2 separate regions of the Mus musculus genome follow, and region 2 is linked to region 1. The links are chromatin contacts, called in public Hi-C maps. All regions are on one chromosome and are shown on one strand. The core of a region is the stretch at or near the end of the contact, and the rest is flanking DNA. Distances in the headings are between cores, read along the strand shown.

Evidence for each region. A called contact is a pair of places that touch in the nucleus more often than the background predicts.
Region 2: a Hi-C map of cortical glia shows a contact between it and region 1, with 2.1 times the contacts expected there. The contact joins two enhancer-like sites. A contact is called at or near these places in 50 of 484 Hi-C or Micro-C datasets (8-cell embryo, the AML12 cell line, the C2C12 cell line and 33 more) and 3 of 115 datasets of contacts at active chromatin or transcription factors (fibro-adipogenic progenitors, kidney and neural progenitor cells).

Annotation. Positions count from the first base shown.
Region 1 is chr9:101,179,090-101,181,789 of GRCm38.p6, reverse strand. Ppp2r3a (protein phosphatase 2, regulatory subunit B'', alpha) reads left to right here. Exons shown (of 14, transcript NM_001161362.3): 5 at 1,353-1,455. Among named protein-coding and RNA genes, the nearest start is that of Gm24338, 43 kb to the left of the region's middle. Within about 2 kb of position 1,354, at least 33 of the 459 cell types and tissues checked have an H3K27ac peak or open chromatin away from gene starts, as enhancers often do. A contact at or near this core is called in cortical glia, where this site is marked.
Region 2 is chr9:101,285,598-101,288,297 of GRCm38.p6, reverse strand. No RefSeq gene overlaps it. Among named protein-coding and RNA genes, the nearest start is that of Ppp2r3a, 35 kb to the right of the region's middle. Within about 2 kb of position 1,372, at least 11 of the 459 cell types and tissues checked have an H3K27ac peak or open chromatin away from gene starts, as enhancers often do. A contact at or near this core is called in cortical glia, where this site is marked.

The DNA of each region.
Region 1 (2,700 bases), core at 105-2,604:
ACTAGAAGGTGATAATATAGAATTACAATATTTTGACATAGACACATGCATCCTGGCTTACTCTGTTAGTGAGAGCTGTATAGAATTTGAAGTTGAATAGTGAAGTCCTAAGCATAAGGAAATCATTTCCCTGCTGTCAGAGTGCCTTTGGGCTGGATTTAGAACAAGCACCTTAAATTCTCCCCTCCTCTTACGAGCTCTGCACTGGGTGTTGCCCAGACGCTGTAATGACTCTCTCACCAGGCATCTGTGCATGCGGCCCTCCTCACCACAACACTTCTTTCTTTCCTATTTTTCTCTGCTGGAAATCTCACGGGCCTGCTCTGTGCTTTCATGACAGCTGTACTCATTACTCAATACCGCAGTGGTTCCACAGTCGTATGATTCTGTTGGAAACCAAACACTGAACTGTACATTCCTTATAGGGAATAAAACTATCTCATTTTCTTTTATCCAAACCCATTCAAGGCCAGATAAAATACCTGACATACAGTTTGCATTCAATAATCAATTTGATTAATGAAGGAAAATCAGAAAATCTGGAGTTAATAATTAGATATAGATGATAAGAAAAAATTAAATGACCCCAAAGTTTCAAACCCAGAAAACAAAGTCTGAGTAGCACCCTTTTCCCTATTGTTATTGTTCTGGGTTTTGTTTTCAAGACACGGTTTCTGTCCTGGAACTAGCTGTCCTGGAACTAGTTCTGTAGTCCAGGCTGGCCTCAAACTCACCAAGATTGCCCTAGTTCTGCCTCCCAAGTGTTGGCATTAAAGTCATGTGCCACCTCTGCCTGGCTTAGCACCACCATTTTTACAAAAACTAACAAACATAAAAAACAAAGTCCAGGAAAAAGTAGTTGTTTTGCTTTTTCAGTGCTTTGACTTTTCTGTCAGGGTCTATGGAACTATGGTTGGAGGTGAGGAATTCTAGAAAGTCAGAACACGTGACAGAGGGCTTCGTCCCGAAGCTTGTTCTTTAAAAGTCAGAGTTTAAAGCCCCGTGAGGCTTAACTGAATGAGCCTTCTCCCTAATAACACATTTACCTTTATCAGTTAGTTTCACCCCATGGTCTCGGTCTCAAAAACATCCCAGAAGAAAAGTTCACCATCCTGTAATTGACACTCCTTTGACAAAAACCAGAAGCATGGAAGCCATGGTCAGGGGTAACAGTAGTAGGGGACTTGCACAAAGCTTACCCTTTAATTCCCAGCACTGAAAATGAAAAGACAAAGAACATTTGATTCTTAATCTAAATAGCACCCAAGTCAGCCTAAAATTACCAGCCTGTAAGTGTGTAGTCATTGTATGTTCTGAGCACCAGATCTTCCTAACCAGTGTTTCTTTTGTAGGTTGCTAAGTAACCGTCATGACGATGCTGCCAAGTTCATCTGGCTTCTGGCAAAGCCCAGCTGCAGCTATCTAGAACAAGAGGATTTTATCCCTTTACTTCAGGTGATATTTTTTTTTGTACCTTTTAAAAATGGAATTTATTTTTGGAGTATGAAAGGGGGTTTTTTGTTTGTTTCTTTGGCTGGTTGTTTCTGAAATTTTTTGTTTGTTAATAACGGCGTCTTACTGTATAGCCAGTGCTAACATCAAACTCTTAATCCCAAATGCTAGGATTAAGGTATATACCACCATATACCTTATGGTGATTTTTTTTCATTTTAAAGTATATCTATACTTGTAAAGTATAACTATAATTTTTCATTTTAAAGTGTAACTATGCAACTGAGCTACATACATCTAGAAGCCAGATTGTTAAGAATGGTTTTCAAATTGTTTTAGTAGTAAAAAAATCTTGTTAGATGGAATCTAAAACAAAACTCAGTATAAAATGGACAAAGCAGGGCTGTTTCCACTGTATCCAGCCTCCTCCCTAGCCAGTCGCGGTAAGCATGGAGCATCTCAGGAAACTGTAGAATTTAACATCAGCCATCGTTAAGAACCTAGCAGGAACTGATAGTATTTGGAAGAGATAAAATCAGTTTTCTTAATGGAGTGATCCTGGGTGTATCAACAGTTCTCCAGGGCAAACCTCATTGGAAGAGTTTGGAAGAGTTGGCCAACATAAAATGAACTAGGTTGCGAGGGGGGTAGGGGGACCAGGACGGGATGTTTTCTTGTTGTTTGTTTCTAAGAATGAGAAAAACAAAGTTGAGGATCAAAGTTGAGAAAGAATATAATCAAAATAATGTTGTATGGAAATCTTTAAAGAATCTGGTCAGAAACAAGAAAAGGCTATGAAATAATCAGAATAACTGTCACGAACTCTGTAGTCTGGGAGTTCGGTGAATCCTGACTCTTTGGTTTACGCACATATCTAAATGGCTCTCTGATTTCCCACTAAGATCTATTTGTAACAGAAGATTAGAATAGGAAAAAGAGCTGTGCATGATGGTGCTTGCTCGTGCCTGCCTGTAATCCTAGCACTGGAGACAGCAAGAGGATATAACCTACACTATTAAAATACCAAGAGCTGTCTCAAGAAACCAGTGGATGAATGATGAAATAAGAGAATGGAAACTTGAATCAATTATACTGAGGTTTGCAAGGACAGTTGCCACTAGCCCATAAAGGTAGGCAGGAGCACAGTAAAAAGAAAGCATGTGTAGGCGAGAAAAACAAGACACAAAGCCTGCGTATCAGAGCTTTCCAGCCTAGGAATCATTTAAGTTAAGGGCAGTAGGCCTTATT
Region 2 (2,700 bases), core at 123-2,622, 110 kb before region 1:
GATTAAAAAAAAATACTTTCCAACTTCAATAGCATAAGTATGCATTTACTAATAGACTAGTTGGATTCACTAAACATTTGAAGGGATGCAAATTTATGCAGACTGGAGAGATTCAAGATAAACGTTGGCAACCGAGATGTTACGACCCAGTAACAGTGTTCAAAAGCAGTTAAGATAAACTGAATGGGGGAAGCAAAATTTGGCCTTTTAAGTCTGAGGGTGTTGTAAGGAAATAATTTTTGTAAGGAGTCTTGAAAAAAAACAAAAAAAACAAAACAAAAAACAGTAAAGCATGCACGTGCATCCAATCCAACAGACCTCCTTTCTAAAAATAAAGAGTGAGAAGTGTGGTGTCCTGAGGAGAAGGATGGGGCCCTTCAATCATGTGTGGGTTTTTAAATTCCCAGGTGCAGAAGTTGGAGAGGTGACAGAAAAGATCGTTAAAACTGCCACGCAGCGCAACAATAGAGCCAATGTGTGGAATGACTTTGTGCCCCACTCCTTCCCACAAACACACACCACACAGCATTTGGAAAGATTTTCTTAATGTTTAAAATACCATAATTTTTAAAAAGTGTATCTGGGTTTGGTGAAGTATATTAACCACTTAATAAATTATCTACTTTGTACCAGGGACTGCCTTCATATCCGTTGAAGTTTCATATATAAGTATGAATCAATAAATATTTAAGAACCATCTGAGGCAAGAATGTGGCTTTTTTACCCACACAGACTCTTTAAATATGTTCATGCCAGTGTCTTGTGATTAGTTTGGTATGTTTTTTTGCTCCCTCTTTAAAAAATGGCTATCAGATTATTTCTAAATTTTAAATTTTCAGAACAGACCTTAAGTCATCATCCAGAGTTTCTGCAAAATAATCAAACAAATGCAACTAGGAAAAGAAAATGGCCATTTTTAATCAAATATCCTTAGTTATTATGAAAGAGAAAAACATAATATAAAATCTCATATCTGTCATTTTTACTTATAAAATGATTGTGGCAATCTTCAGTTGTCTATTGATCGACACGATAAGCTGGTGTTTTATTAATATATTACATGTGTTAAGAATTTCTTTGCAAACAATAGAAGCCTGTTTCCATGCACTATCTGATCTATGCTTACAAATAAGCCTTGCTAAATTTTACTCTTCTTGGTAGCCTTTAATAAGCTGAATTTCTTAATCTTAGAGTTTAATCAGCCTGAATTATTCACAGTTATAACTGTGTTGAGTAAGTGATTTGGGCATAATTTGAGCAATGTTAGTTCTAAGTGAAACTGTTCCATCGTGGATCTCATTGTCCAGCCATGTGAATAATACAGACAGAAATTACACGTAGTGAGCAGAACGGTTTGTTTTGTCTTTGTCAATACACAATGGCCACTTCTCTTTGAACACAGAGACCCTATTAGAAATGCCATTCTCTGGATGACTGTAGACTGTGGGTGCAATTGTACAATCTTTCACTATTATCGATCTAAGAAAATTAACATGGATTATTTAACCATGGAATTTAGGGAAATCTGATCAGAATAAAATTGAGTTTTGTGGTACTTGCTGTGAACTAGCAGGCTCCATTTCTGTGGCTAGCGATTTAGTTGTTGCTTGGGAATGCAATCTAGCAGGCATCCAACTACCTGAGGAAGAATCTACCATTGGTGCCACTGGAGAAGAGGAAATTCTAGTCTGATTGGGGGGTGTGACTCCTGGAGGCAAGGGATCTGAAGAAACATGTTGGACATAAAGGTCTGTGCACTTCCTGACACATACTGCCTTGACTACATGTGACCAATAACTCAGCATAGATCCCCAGACATATGAATTGGCAGTCAGTTCACCCATCCCTGCCATTCCCAGCAGTTCTCAACCTTCCTAACATTGAGACCTCTTAATACAGTTTTTTACATTGAGTTTTTACATTGGAGTTTTTCACATTATAGTGACCCCAGTCATAAAATTATTTTTGTTGCTACTTCATAACTGTAATTCTGCTATTGTGGATTGTAATATAGACATCTGTGTTTTCCGATTGTCTTAGGCAAGCCCTATGGAAGGGTTTTGACCCCCGAAGGGGTAGAGACCCACAGGTTGAGAAACACTGATCCACACCATCTTTCAAACCATTATTTTTAATGTCCACTCCTCTGATCCTAATTCATTTGAAAGGGTAGCCTTTTTTTATCTAGGCTCTGACTGGTTATTAGGAAGATTCTGGCTTTGGGTTTGAATTCTAATACATCTCTCTTAATTTTGGCCAAATTGCCTTCTGAATTGCCCTACTGGCAAAATAAGACTACTAATAATTAGTAATAATAATATTCAGAAATCATATATCATTAGCCTGTGCTAGAAGGAGACTTCAAACTCCAGTAACTCTGGCTCACACCTCTACCCCAACACCATATTCCTCAGACCCAGGGCTCTTACAGAATCTTCCAGTTTGCTTCTAATCCCTAATAGTTGCTGTTGGTCATATTTTCCTGCATAGGGTTTTCAGTATGAAAGTGAAACAAGATAAATGTGCAATGCTCTTCATAGCGAGGAAGTTTTGTCAAAGCATAGAAGCATTGGAAGAAACAAAAAGAGATTGCTATATAAATATCTGCTCTAATAGTACTCATATTCTAGCTGTCTTCATTTCTTCTTGGAGATAAGGTTTGCTACCGCACCCCTCCTTAAACTCACATTAACTTTAACA